Linked DNA regions of Mus musculus: regions 1, 2 and 3 are each linked to region 4. Evidence: chromatin contacts called from public HiChIP or PLAC-seq data. All regions are on one chromosome and are shown on one strand. The core of a region is the stretch at or near the end of the contact, and the rest is flanking DNA. Distances in the headings are between cores, read along the strand shown. Region 1 holds the start of Krt10 (keratin 10). Region 2 has its middle 21 kb from the start of Krt23. Region 3 holds the start of Krt222 (keratin 222). Region 4 holds the start of Krt14 (keratin 14).

Region 1 (3,330 bases), core at 332-2,831, 820 kb before region 4:
TAGGAATATTAATTAATATAGTTTGATTTGAAGAAAGCTGTCACTTTAAAACACACCCTCCTTTAACGATTGCCCAAAAGATATGACAATTAAATTAAAAAAAAAAAACAAACAGCTTAGCACTGTTTCACTCCAGATGAGTTCAGGAGAGTGTAAAAGCTGTTGTGGGCATCCAGGAGCATTGTTGGAAGCCCCTGCTGTGTGTGCACCACATCCACATAGCTTACTTCAGCCTGAAGTCATCAGCTGCCAGGCGGGCATTGTCAATCTGCAGCAGCACGTTGGCATTGTCAGTTGTCAGGGTGAGGATCTGAGGGGAGAGACACACGTTATTGAAAAGATCAGGTGGGCTTCTGGCTTCTCAGGTTAGCATAGGTGAGTTGCATTTTAGATAGTTCTCTGACAAACTAAACATGGACTGTCCCAGACTTGCCCATACTTCCCCTCAGGTCTTTCAGGACCTTTATGGCTATGGTTGCTTTTTGAGCACTGGCTGGGATTGTACTATTCCTGCAGCCGACCCTTTCCTTTATAGTATGTGATTTGTTTGTGTTGCAGCTAACTTTTGAGTGACTCATGTTTGTATCTGTTTAACTTGTTATAAATACTTCTAGGGGTGAATTTATACATATCTATACATATATATGCATATATGTAACATACTCATTTAAAATTATCTTAGCTCCCACACTTATGTATGACCTAGCCTATTTTAACTGTGAACTCGCATATGTGTGTTAAAACCTATAAGGTTCTCAGTAGTCTGTCATCCTGGACGACAGGCAACACACATGCTAGATGACACATTGCCATAAATATCTTTGATGAGGCCTGGTTACACTAGACATGAAAAGGTAACAGGGAAGAGACAGCAGTCAGCTGTGCCACACTTGGCATAGCTTCCTCTGCATTGCATGCCTAGGAACGATGGAAAGCCGGAGTCTGAAGCGCCTTACCTGCCCCTTAAGGTCCTCGATGGTTTTGTAGTATTTGCTGTAGTCCCGGGGCTCTCGCTGGCTTGAGTTGCCATGCTTCTCGTACCACTCCTTGATTTTACCCTCCAGCTCGTAGTTTGACTCTTCCAGAGCCCGGACTTTGTCCATGTAGGAGGCCAGGCGGTCGTTCAGGTTCTGCATGGTCACCTTCTCGTTTCCGGAGAGAAGGCTGCCACCATCTCCTCCGAATCCACCACCGCCAAAGCCTCCTCCATAGCTACCGCCACCAAAGCTGCCTCCACCGAAGCTGCCACCTCCACCGAAGCTGCCACCCCCAAAACTGCTACCTCCATAGCCTCCCCCAAAGCTGCTTCCTCCATAGCCTCCCCCAAAGCTGCCTCCTCCTCCAAAACCTCCGTAACCACCTGATGAGCCCCCAAAGCAACCTCCCCCAGAGCTCCCACGGCTAAAAGAGCCACCGCTGAAGCCTCCTGAGCTATACCCTCCACCAAGAGAGCCCCTGGTGCTGGAAACCCTGACGGATCCACCACCGCCTCCTCCTCCACTGCGGGAGGAAGAGAACTGCTTGCTGCTGGAGCTGTATAGAACAGACATGGTGGTGTAGTGTAGCCCAGGGAGTGCCTGCTACCAAGGACAGTGCCGAGCCTTTATATACTGAGAGGGCGTGTCTCACAGGTGCTAGGCTTTGCTTACTTGCATGGTTTTCTTTTTGCCAGCATAGCATCTTTGGCTTATGATTGCATAAATTATCTTCAGTAATAACCAATACCTTTTCAATGCTTTTGAATTTGCCCTGAGTACAGATGGGAAATTTGCTATGTTGAAACTGAGAATGGGTGGAGTTCACATGAGTACATTTTACCTTTTGAAGATCATTGAGTAACTATTAAAAATCTAATTTTCTAATGTTAATTTAGCTTGTACTTAGTACTTGCTAGGTTCAAAAAGTAAAAGAACTTTGCTTATAAATTGTAGTTGAAATAAGGATTTTTCAAATTCCTGTTTTAGATAGCTTTGCGAATTGCAGTAAGTAGCAAGTGTGCTGAAATTGAGCTGTAAGAAGGATCTTGAAGTAAGTAAAAAATAGGATATGGTGAACTATTAGTGTTAAGAAATTGCCACATTTAAGAAGCAAGATTTAGGAAATTATATGTATGTATATGTAATATATATGTGTACATATAATATATAGTATATATTAATATATGGGATATATCACGTATACGTAAGAGATTATATATATGTATCTTGAGAGTATATTCATATTTCTTGCTTAGGGAACTGTACACAGGAATGACTATGGAATCTTTAAATTCTTGACAAAACCATGAACTTATTCTGCTTCATACTTTTCAGTTCATGGTTCGGGTGCCTGTGAAGAGCATGGGGCAGGGATTCTAAGCACGGGTGCCTGTGAAGAGCATGGGGCAGGGATTCTAAGCACGGGTGCCTGTGAAGAGCATGGGGCAGGGATTCTAAGCACGAGAACCGAGGAACTAACCTGAAGTGCCTTAAGCTCCGGGCTGATTACAAAGAGAGGTTTATTGCACGAAAAGTTTTCTTGTAGCTACATAAATTTAGGTTACAGACTGGCACTTGGTTCAGGACTTTTAGGACAGACTTGTACTTCTGTTTCCAAGCTAGATTTCCCCTCTCAGTAAACAAGAAAAACATATTTCCCTTGGATACACTGTGCTCAGACTTCAGTGGGACAGTATCCAGGGAAGTATTTAATTGGGACTTTACATGACATAAATTTATTTTATAACTACCCATAGGCTATGACATTGCTCTTGTTAAAATATATCACATATATAGTTATATGTATAGATTCACACATGTTTTAGAATTATGTAATGCTTTTTTGAGATAGGTCAATTTAAAAATCTCTAGAACAATGCACTGATAGGGCTAGCTGTTACAGTCTCAATTTTGTCAGGAAGGTGAAGCTAAGAAATGGAGTGATTTTTTCCTAATGCTAGCTGGCTGAACCGCAGTTGGAAGCCTGCTTGAGTCTGAGATTTGTCAGCTTTCTACTCTTCCACCTTGCATATTCCTTCTCTCCCATGGTAGATTTGCTGTTAGAGGAACTAAGGCTCCAGATCTCACCACTTGCTTCTCCCCATGGGGAAAAAGCAAAACAGAAAGAGCATGGAAATGGGAAAAATATTGAAAACCCAGGGACTTGACAGGGTTCCATTAGTAATTGCTTCTTCAAATGAAGTTTGTAGCTGCACATTCCATAGAACGGGGGCTACAGGAATCTGCAGGGAAAGGGGATTTGGCTGCCAGTATTGGTGAGGCGCTGCTTGTGAGCTGCGGGTTCCTGCCGCCAGGCTGCAGCTCCTCCACTCCTCCAACCTGTCAGAACCTG
Region 2 (3,352 bases), core at 470-2,969, 730 kb before region 4:
GAAGTGCGGAATCCCGGGCTCCACCCAGAGCTTCTAGGTCACAATCTCATTTAACAAGCTCTCCGGGTATGCGCACTAGGACTTCAGAAGCAACTGGTTCCCAAGGCTTGTGGCTGGGTGGTGACTCGAAACCATGGCTCCCGAAGCTGCTGGAAACGATGGGTGGAAATCTTCATACTACGCCTTTGTGATAAGACCGAATAAAATATTTCTGCCTTAATGGCTGTTGAAAATATCTGGGGCAATAGTGATCTGTCATTATTACTTCCTTCTGTTCATCTTCCCTGATCCTTGGGGTTCGGTATGTGGCAGAGAGGATTCTAGAAACTAGGAGTGGTGTGTGGTCTAACTTGGCACACATCTGAGGTGTGACACCCTCTAGGTTTGACATTTGCCAATTCTCAGGGAGGAAGTCAGTTTCCCTAGTAAGAATGGATGCAATTTTAGGGGCTGTTAATTTCAGGTTAAGAGATCGTGTCTGTAGACAGCATTGCATGAATGCTTCAAGTTTTGGGTAGTGAGACGGTTATAATATCCTGTCACTCTTTGGTCCTGATTATCCGACTCACACATACAGTGCTGGTACGATGTCAATAAGATCAGGTCTGATCACCACTGGAATATGGGAGTCCAGCTGCCTTCAAATCTGAAAACTCAGATTTCCCATCCTGGCTTCACATTTCAGATAAAAAAAAAAACACATTTAGCAAATGTCCATTAAACTGCATGATGCATGTTTAGTTTTTTTTTTCACAACTCTTTGGAAATCGTTTGTGACTCTTGTGGCATAAAGCAGAAGCACATTGGGCACAAATTCAGGAGCCACCATTTTATGACTAAGGGATCCCAGGCACGTCAACGTGCTCCATCTGAGCCTCGGTTTCATAGATTGCAAAGTGCAGACAATGAAGTCGTGCATGGCTATGGCCGTGTTACACGAAGTCAATGTGTAACATAGATGAAGGGCTCACAGGCTTTTAAAGGTACACATATGTGCATATGCACACCCACAATCATCTGGGTCTGGGCACATGCGTACAAGCAGGTGTGCTTGTGTGTTTGGTTATGCACACGTGTGTGGACACTGGAGAGCAACGGAAGACATCCTCAGGAACACCGTACACAGCTTTTGAGGTGGGATCTCTCACTGGCCTAGAGCTCACGAATGAGGCTTAGTTTAGCTAGACTCAGAGGCCCTGGAATCCTACACTCTCTTCTTCCCCACAAGCATGTGCTACCGCACTTGGAATTTTTATGAGTGCTGGACTCAGGCTCTTGTGCTTGCAAGGCAAGTGCTTTACCAAATGAGTCACCCTCCCAGCCATGGTTAGTTATTAATATTTTTCTAGTATGTATATATTTTTATGTCATGTGTATGAGTGTTGGGTTGTGTTGTATACATGTATCTTGAAACTAGCATAGACCGGTAGTCTTCTTGAAATGATTCATAATTTCATTAGATGAATTCTCATTTAAAATTCAGAGGGAGATTTTTGGTGAGTGCTGGGATGATTAAACTGATGTAGACACACAGAGCCATGCACAGAGATGGTAGAGAAAACTCAACTGAGTTAAACCAGCCCATTACCTTACAGCAGGGGCATGTTCTTTTCCTTTTTAAATGATCTCAACGGAAAGTTCTGGAAATGTTCTAATCCTCCTTAAAAAGATGTGACAGGCAGTGGTGATGAGATAGTAAGTGAGAAGGGATGAGTCACATCCAGGAATGAACTCAGACACGTTGTCGAGTCAGGAAATCAGCATGCCCAGGAAACACGAACACTCCAGGGCATATGCTAACCCCCCCCCCCAATCTTTTTTTTTTTTTTTTTTTTTTTTTTTTTCAAGGTTCAATTTTTTTTTTCCATTTTTTATTAGGTATTTAGCTCATTTACATTTCCAATGCTATACCAAAAGTCCCCCTTACCCACCCACCCCCACTCCCCTACCCACCCACTCCCCCCCTTTGGCCCTGGCGTTCCCCTGTACCGGGGCACACAAAGTCAGCGTGTCCATTGGGCCTCTCTTTCCAGTGATGGCCGACTAGGCCATCTTTTGATACATATGCAGCTAGAGTCAAGAGCTCAGGGGTACTGGTTAGTTCATAATGTTGTTCCACCTATAGGGTTGAAGATCCCTTTAGCTCCTTGGGTACTTTCTCTAGCTCCTCCATTGGGAGCCCTGTGATCCATCCATTAGCTGACTGTGAGCATCCACTTCTGTGTTTGCTAGGCCCCGGCATAGTCTCACAAGAGACAGCTACATCTGGGTCCTTTCGATAAAATCTTGCTAGTATATGCAATGGTGTCAGCGTTTGGATGCTGATTATGGGGTGGATCCCTGGATATGGCAGTCTCTACATGGTCCATCCTTTCATCTCAGCTCCAAACTTTGTTTCTGTAACTCCTTCCATGGGTGTTTTGTTCCCACTTCTAAAAGCATTTATTGATTAAAGATCGTAAGAGTCTAGCCCAGAATGAAGGAGTTTTTAATCCCAAGGTATTAACAACTGATTAATGTAACTGGGAGTCATTGAGGGTCACGATCATCTCATCCTTGAATGGTATTACCCTCCAGGTGGAGGCTGCCTGTGTTGAAATGGATCGCCCTGCGATGAAACTCCATCTGTGTGACACTGAGAGCGATGAATATTTATAGGGAAATTATTAACGTCTGTGGAATGAGGAAGGCAAACAGTCGGAAGCAATTGAAACTCAAAGATAAGAATCCACTTGGACATCCCAGCATGCTCTGGGAGGAGCAGGCGTTCTCTCTCCTGTTCAGGCTAGAGTCAACCACTGCTTGTCCCCTCATGGGACAGGGCAGAGAGGGCAGCTATGAAAACACAGGGGAAGTGGCTTTATTCTCTATGGTCTTTGAGGAGGGCAGACCTCAGCTTCTGAGGAGGGCAAACCTTAGCTTCTTTCTCTTTGATGCTTCACCTGTCTCTGTTGAACCAAGACTTCTGGAAAGTTCCATTTGAGTGTTAACAAAAGGTTCCTCTGAGTCTCAATGGGATAAAAATGTACTTTTTAGCTATGGTAAAATAAATCAGCTACTGTCATCGGGCAAATACTATTTTTGTATTTAAGACACTCCGATTTTCTCGTCTGCTTTAGTTATTTCTATATAAGAAATAACACAAACGTTATGAGCTTAAACAACTCTTTTTATTTGTTCTCAATTTAATTTTGTGCTTAGCACCGTAGGACTGTATTGTCTGTCTCTGCTCTGTGATGTCTGGGGCCTCAGTTGATTGGCACGAATGGTTGAGGTCTCGCTGGAACAGGAGGACCCAAGCCATGTATTGAGAGCTCTCCCTGACTTTTGGCTATTCCTTAAGAGACCTTTT
Region 3 (3,679 bases), core at 686-3,185, 960 kb before region 4:
CTAGGTAGAGAGGGACCCGAGGCCACGTGGAGGGGGCAGGTAGCAGGCTCAAGGATCTCAGGCTAGCCTTCCAGTAAGCTCTTGCCAAGGTCCCAAACACATTAGCCAGTCACTTTGGTTATGCCAGTCAGTAGGGCACCACCCAGAGTCCCCATCCCCCAGCCTCCTCATCCTACTGAATTACAAGACAGGATGCGTTGGTCTAAATGTTAGGTTGTTGAGTTTTGGGAGGTGACTTACTATGCACTACTTGTTAGCCAAAGCAACTGTATGTTTATTTTCCGGATTTACTTGCATCGTTCTAGGGCTTGAACCCAGGGCTTTGCATATGTTACAATAATATAATAAACCGACTTTGTGAGTTACTTGGGAAAACACATTTCTCTCAAGAACTTTTATGTTACAAAACGTTTTGCTTTTTTTTTTTTTTTTTTAAATTCAAAGTCACTTCAAGCACTGGGACTTGTAAATTCAACTTATAAGTTTACTTTGCAAAATTTTTATTTGGTTTATGATTTTCAAAAGTTGTCCTCTCTTAATATTTTTCTCTATCACGTGGGAAGAGAACAAACTTCTCCTCCATCTAAGCCAAGAGCCCGGTGACCTTGTTTAATCCGTTGAACTGATCATTCTTTTTAAAAACCAAGACTATTACCCACAGGCAAAATTTATAATGATATTGCAATAAGTTACTAACGAAACAAAGTCCTGTGATTTTTTTTTTTAGCTATCATTTTTTTGTTGTTGTTTTGTTTTTGTTTTTTGGCCCTGTTCTTAAGTAAACTCTTTGCTGTGTCCAGGTGCTGGGAATACAATTTGAACCCGGGTATAAGAGGTAAGCTAATAAAACCGTCCTGAGTTTCTGAAACTTTGTTTCCCAAATATTTGCTTTTAAATTTATTTAAATTTGAGGCCTTAATTATTAAAGGCAGGTATTACTTTGAAACTGAGTAGACAGGATTTGAATTGAGCCTTGGTCTGAGTTGGCTCTGTTTCATTTATTTATTTTAAATATCTTGCAAGCTTTGTGTCGGAAGTAAACAGTTCTTCTACCCCCAAAGCAAAAATGGCTACTTTTAAGTGTAGAGTCTCTCACTACTCAGCTGGGGGGATTTTGATTGTCAGATCTGTATTCTTGGTTCTCAAAGCCACATTCACATGCTCAGTTGATTCTATTTATAACAGTCAGTATGAAACCAAGTGCTTGGGAAATATGATAGAAACCTTCTAGAAATATTTTTCTTGCTTTTTGTCTCCCCCCAGAGTGTGCAAGGCAAACAATCTTGACTATCAAGCTTGGAGTCTACAGATGTTATTTAAATTGCCTCTATAATTAACTCCATAATATCTTTGAAGAGTTGTTTGGAATGCTTCCTTCCTGAAAAAAAAAAAAAAAAAAAAAAAAAAAAAAAAAAAAAAAAACCCAAAGAGGTCAGAGAGCACCATTTTATTGCTTGTTGACTCCATGTTTTAGTAATGACGGTCACCTTACGATCTCTATAAAATCCCAATGCATCAATCAATATTTATTGAATGGTTATTCAACAGCACAGCCAAAGGGTTTTCTCCCTGCCTGCCACCCCAGACCCAGTGCAGGAACACCTACATCGCCTCCCCAGTAGATGCTGCGTGGAAAAGGAGATACTGTACCTCAGAGAGGCCGGGACAGGAATCGGGTAGACATGGACTGTCTCCTTATCCTGAAGGTGCCTGGCTGAATGAAATCATTACCTGGATCCGCGTCGACAACACCGTCTCTATCTGATTTCTGGTGAGGAGCTGTTCATAGTTTGCCCTGATCTCATTGAGGAGCTGGGACAGCTCCATTCTTTTCCCATCCTCCACCTTGGCTAACTGGACCTTAGCGATGGGATGAGCCGCTGCGGCAGAGCCTGCCCTGCCTGCGTCGCCAGAGCAGACAGCCCCGCAGAGCCTTAAAGAAGCAGAGATCCATTTCCCCCACCAGAAGCCGGGGGAAACTCCAGGGTTGCTAATTAATTATGCAAATGTTGAGAAACCCTTCCCGCCCATTGTTGTTGATACAGCAGAGACCTTCGGAGTCTCCAGGAAGAGAGGAAAATGACACCCACAGGGTCACTGCAAAGGTTTCCTATGCAAAGTGAATGCTTTGCCTGTGGGGGTGGGGTGCTCACAACCTTAAGCAAATTGTAGTTAGCCAGTCACAGTGGGCAGGCATATTATCTTAGCACTCAGGCAGAATGATCTTGAGTTCAAGGTCAGTCAGGACTTCGTAGTGAGACCCCTGATGGAGAACAAAACAACAGAAACAACGACACCCAAACAAACCACCTCCCAAACCCAAAATAAAACACGAAATTTATTTAGCTTTTCCAACATATTGCTTAGGAATTAAACTGGGGGGCTTTAGAAATGGCTCAGTGGTTAAGAGCACTGACTGCTCTTCCAGAGGTCCTGAGTTCAATTCCCAGCAACCACATGGTGGCTCACGACCATCTGTAATGGGATCAGATGCCCTCTTCTGGTGTATCTGGAGACAGCGACAGTGTACTCATATACATAAAATAAATAATTCTTTTAAAAAAATAATTATACTGGGCTCCAAATATGATAGTTTAAACTTTTCTTTATAGTATTTTAAAAAAAAATGTTTTGATTTTTTAACAAAATGCTAAAGGAGAGGGAAGGCAGAAGGAAACAAAGGGTTAAAGGAATACAGGTGACAAGAAGCAGGCAGGGACTGGTTCAGATGAGACAGGTAAGGTTGTGGGTGGTGGTGAAGGGCCATGGCGGAGGTGGATGCCTACAAACAGGACAATGTCCCATGGAAGGAAATGGTGAAATGGCTTCCCTGTGACTTTGTATGCTAACTTAAGAAAATTAATTTTAAAAACCCCGAATGCTACGGAAAGTCCTCTGAATGTGTTTGTACATGTCCAGCGTTCTGACAGCTACTCTACTCTCGAGTGAGGCAGATGACTGTCATGAGCCGTGGTTCTCAAACGGCCGGCCGTGGACGCCAGCCCAGGAGTAGAGTGTGAGGGATTGAGGTGGATTCCTGAAGTCACTCTTATTCCAGATGAGGCGAGGCTGGAGACGGGCACTGGAGCAGGGTGGGAGCCAGGAGTTAATTCTACCAGGCTTGTGAAATGGAGCCCTTCGGCCCCTGCAATGGGACCCCCACTGAGGGAGACTTTTGCTACTAGAGAGCAGGTAGAGAACACGTCACACTGAAGGGACTCACCCTCAGCTCTTCCAACAACGGTGTTCCACCCAATCTTTTCATTCTGGGACCTGTAAAGATGGAAGAACTGTGGTCAGAGGGGTCAAGTGTCCTACCCAAGGTGGTTCATTGAAATGACAGCATCACTGTCTTAGGGACTTTTGACTGTATGCTGAACGCTGTGCTTGCTTCTTCCTTCTCTTCTCCCGGGGATCTCCAGTCAAGATGGCAGCCTTGTTAGATGCGACTGAAATATTTTTGAGAATGGGCCTGTTGTTTACAGAGTGAATGAATGAATGAATGAATGAGATCTTGGTTCTAGAACCCAGAGGGCCTTTGATATGCTTTTAAAAAGTGTGTGTATGTGTGTGTGTGTGTGTGTGTGTGTGTGTGTGTGTGTGTGGTTTTACACGGGCACAGGTGTGGCGGTCAGAGAATAATTATCCGGAATCATCTCTCTTCTTCCATAATGCGACT
Region 4 (3,333 bases), core at 832-3,331:
GTGGATCACAATCTCCTAGGTAACTGGTTACAAATAACTGAACCCAGCTCCAAGGGTGGAGCCCCACAGTGTTATATTTTTACAAGCACCTCAGGGGGTTCTCCCAGCACAAAGCAACCCTGGTTAGAAAGCACCGATCCAAGATGCCCCGCCCTACACGCTGGCAGCTCTGAACCAACACCGCAAACTCACTTGGTCCGGAAGTCATCGGCAGCCAGGCGGGCATTGTCGATCTGCAGGAGGACATTGGCATTGTCCACGGTGGCTGCCAGGATCTGTAGAACAGAAAAGCCATGGGTCTTCGGTTAAACGAATATCTGTAGGCAGATGTCACTGCAGCCTGCACTGGCCCTTCTCTCTTGCTCTTGCTTGAATCCTGTTCTTCTCATCTCCTGAGCCTTTGTTTCCCACAGCAGCCTGAGAGGCAACCCCACACAGTCAGCTTCAACCCAGGACTTTGAATCCTGCTCAACAGAAAAACTGCAAAGGTCTGGCCCCAGGCTCAAAAGCCCCAGAATTCAGATCTTATTACTACCACTCACCTATAATCCTAAAATGGGGCTTGGCATTTTAATGTCCCCCTAAGAATCCCTACATAGCTTTCATCTTCTGGATCCTCCTCTCAGTACAGAGCAGCCTTATCAGCCATCTGCAGACACACGCATTCCTTTCTAAGCCCATGGGGCATGGACCAAGGGTGGGACTTTCCCAAGAGACAAAACCCAACTTGCCCAGGGGATTAGAAAAGAGGAAACTGGAGAAGAAGAAGAAAAAAAATGACAGAAGGATCTCTGAAGCTGGCTGGAATTCCGGCCAGGGACCCGTCTAATTTCCGTAACTTATGCGAGGCACAAGAGCCAAGCAGGTTTAACAGGAGGAAGAAGAGGAGCTCTGGAAACACAGCTCCGCCAGGCTCCCTCTGGTTTGTAGTAAAAAAATATACGGGTCTTGATAGTTGTGGGTGTGGATTTTTCTACGTCTGCCTGACTATAGGGAGAGGCTATCTGGTGCCAAGGTTCATGGGCGGAGGCAGCCTCAGCCCAGACTAACAAGCTAATGAGCGGTTTGGGTGTCTAGCTCGGTGGGTCCCGTTACAGGCTCACTCCTCCCTTCTACTAAAGAGGTAAGTGCCCCCTGTAGCAGAGGGTGAGCCACCTGTGCTCTAACCTCAGTCCTGCACCGCCCCCTCTCTTGATCTTTAGCAAGACACAGCACCTCTCAACCTTCAACTTCCTCCTCTGCCAAATGCTAAGGGCAGGAACCATCAGTCTCACGTGGGCTAAGGACTGGAGCACATAAAAGCATGGAGTAAAGAAAGCCAGGGAGCAGCACCGTCTTCTCACTGACCAGCTCTATGGGGGATGGCCAGGGAGGGTCTCAGAGAGAGATACTGGGGACTAGAGACTGTCTTTCTAGGAGTCTAGTGATGATCTGAAGCCTTGGAGGACACTGGAATGGCAAGTCCTGCTGTCCATTTGACCCACCTTGCTCTTCAGGTCCTCGATGGTCTTGAAGTAGGGGCTGTAGTCTTTGATCTCAGTGGGCCGCTGCCTCTGGTACCAGTCCCGAATCTTCACCTCCAGTTCAGTGTTGGCCTCTTCCAGGGCACGCACCTTGTCCAGGTAGGTGGCCAGGCGGTCATTGAGGTTCTGCATGGTCACTTTCTCACTGCCCACCAGGAGCCCATCACCAATACCACCGCCAAGACCACCACCAAGACCACCACCAAAACCACCACCAAGACCACCACCAAAACCACCACCAAATCCATCAAATCGACCACCAAATCCACTACCAAGTCCTCCACCAAAACTGCTGCTGCTGAAGCTCCCACCATAGCCACCTCCAATCCCACAGGCTCCCCCAGAGGAGAAGCGAGAGGAGGTAACCGACATGCCCCCGTAGGTGCTGGGAGCCCGGCAGGATCCTCCAGCCAGGATGGAGGACATGCGGCTAGAGCCACCACCGATACCACAAGAGCCCTTCATGGAGCTGGAGGAGGTGAACTGGCGGCTGCAGGTGGCCATGGCTTTGAGAGAGGTGAGCAAGTGAGCGAGTGAGTCGGCAGAGAGAAGAGAGAGCTGCTCAGGTGTGTTAGAAAAGGATGATAGTGCTTTATAGTGGTGAGGAGGGGGCGGGCCTGGCGTATTCCATTCCCCTTGGCTTTCATCACTCCCAGGCCAGCGCCAACTCCCGATCAGATCCCTCCTCTCCTCCGCCTCATCATGTCTGTCATATTTTACTGGAAACTCATTGTTTGAAGTGTTTTGGGCTTTCTCGTCCCGCCAGGCATGATTCACCAGGGGAGGGGTGGGCCTGCGGGCTACACTTTCCCATGAGGCCCTGGGAGCCACAGCCCTTAGGAACCCACACTCTGGGCTCAGCTAGAATGACAAGTAGGGCCTTACCACACCATAAACCTGCTGACCTGTTAGTTCCCATTAAATGGGTGGGAGAGTCCTTTATTACACGTAGAAAAAGACCACCAGAGCAGGAGACTGGCACTTAGCTGGAGGTACATTGGCGTGGCCACCCTCAGCGCTACCTGCTAAGGACTAGCTATCTGTCACATCCTCAGCCAGCCAGGTGGCTCAGACTCAAGGCAGCTTCCCCTGAGCCCTGGGTACAGACCCTAATATCCACCACACACCTACACGCAGATCTGTGACAATAGCTATTAGGTCACCAAAGGACTCAGAGACACAACCAGAGACACTGAGAAACAGCACAGAGTCAGGCTCTTCTCAGAGCCCTCATTTGCTCTTCTGAAAAGTGGGAGGAAAGAGCATCCACCCATTGTTTCTACTGCAGAAAGCTCTGAGGGTTAACTTTGGGTGGCACAGAGTCTGGCCAGAGGGTTGAAACTTATTTTGACCTCAAAGCAGGTAAGGGCACATGCCTGGAACAAGCCTAGAGAGATTTGTTTGTCTGTTCATTTGTTTGTTTGTTTGTTTGTTTCCAGCCCCAGATGTCCTCTCGGATGCCAAGATAGCTGAGCTGAGAGGCAGAGGGCTGACTCAGACATCCTCACTTCATCTCCCATGGAGCTCACCCAAGACACGTATGGGGAGGAGGAACGCAGGCACCTGGGAGGAAGGCAGGACTGAGCCAAGGGCATAATAGCCAAAGTGGACGAGAGGGTTTCTGACTCCTGAGTCCCTGAGGATCAGGGGACAGCTCCAAGAACCCAGCTAATTCTGCTTCAGAGGTTTGTATATCAAGCTTCAACTATCCCCAGAACACCCACTTCCTGCCCCTCAGCTCCATAGACCCCTGCAGGCATGTCGGGAGGAATGTGGTCGTGTCTGGGACTGCCTGGCACGTCCTATCTTC

The links. HiChIP or PLAC-seq counts read pairs in DNA pulled down with a chosen protein or histone mark.
Region 1: an H3K4me3 HiChIP or PLAC-seq map of stem cell-derived neural progenitor cells shows a contact between it and region 4, with 13 times the contacts expected there. The contact joins the promoter of Krt10 here to the promoter of Krt14 in region 4. A contact is called at or near these places in 20 of 39 promoter capture datasets (the 3T3-L1 cell line, the C10 cell line, cranial neural crest and 10 more), 1 of 15 datasets of contacts at CTCF or cohesin (embryonic stem cells), 3 of 484 Hi-C or Micro-C datasets (all in embryonic stem cells), 10 of 115 datasets of contacts at active chromatin or transcription factors (SST interneurons, cardiomyocytes, embryonic stem cells and 4 more) and 2 of 9 other capture datasets (embryonic stem cells and pancreatic islet).
Region 2: a contact with region 4 is called in an H3K27ac HiChIP or PLAC-seq map of embryonic fibroblasts, with 17 times the contacts expected there. The contact joins the enhancer-like site here to the promoter of Krt14 in region 4. A contact is called at or near these places in 24 of 39 promoter capture datasets (the 3T3-L1 cell line, 3T3-L1-derived adipocytes, the C10 cell line and 14 more), 3 of 15 datasets of contacts at CTCF or cohesin (embryonic stem cells, large pre-B cells and stem cell-derived epiblast-like cells), 4 of 484 Hi-C or Micro-C datasets (cerebral cortex, embryonic stem cells and nephron progenitors), 3 of 115 datasets of contacts at active chromatin or transcription factors (embryonic fibroblasts, embryonic limb bud and embryonic stem cells) and 2 of 9 other capture datasets (embryonic stem cells and liver).
Region 3: an H3K27ac HiChIP or PLAC-seq map of embryonic stem cells shows a contact between it and region 4, with 9 times the contacts expected there. The contact joins the promoter of Krt222 here to the promoter of Krt14 in region 4. A contact is called at or near these places in 14 of 39 promoter capture datasets (the 3T3-L1 cell line, 3T3-L1-derived adipocytes, the SN4741 cell line and 7 more), 7 of 115 datasets of contacts at active chromatin or transcription factors (the NIH/3T3 cell line, bone marrow-derived macrophages, embryonic forebrain and 3 more) and 1 of 9 other capture datasets (embryonic stem cells).

What each region holds. Positions count from the first base shown.
Region 1 is chr11:99,387,783-99,391,112 of GRCm38.p6, forward strand. It overlaps Krt10 (keratin 10), which reads right to left and starts at 1,582. Exons shown (of 8, transcript NM_010660.2): 1 at 957-1,582; 2 at 228-310. The coding sequence starts at 1,550.
Region 2 is chr11:99,470,887-99,474,238 of GRCm38.p6, forward strand. No RefSeq gene overlaps it. Among named protein-coding and RNA genes, the nearest start is that of Krt23, 21 kb to the right of the region's middle. Within about 2 kb of position 1,720, at least 45 of the 459 cell types and tissues checked have an H3K27ac peak or open chromatin away from gene starts, as enhancers often do. A contact at or near this core is called in the SN4741 cell line, embryonic fibroblasts and trophoblast stem cells, where this site is marked.
Region 3 is chr11:99,242,212-99,245,890 of GRCm38.p6, forward strand. It overlaps Krt222 (keratin 222), which reads right to left and starts at 1,936. Exons shown (of 6, transcript NM_172946.3): 1 at 1,732-1,936. The coding sequence starts at 1,827. Gm32385 (a long non-coding RNA gene) reads left to right here and starts at 1,684. Exons shown (of 4, transcript XR_389025.3): 1 at 1,684-1,771.
Region 4 is chr11:100,205,429-100,208,761 of GRCm38.p6, forward strand. It overlaps Krt14 (keratin 14), which reads right to left and starts at 2,082. Exons shown (of 8, transcript NM_016958.2): 1 at 1,485-2,082; 2 at 193-275. The coding sequence starts at 2,027.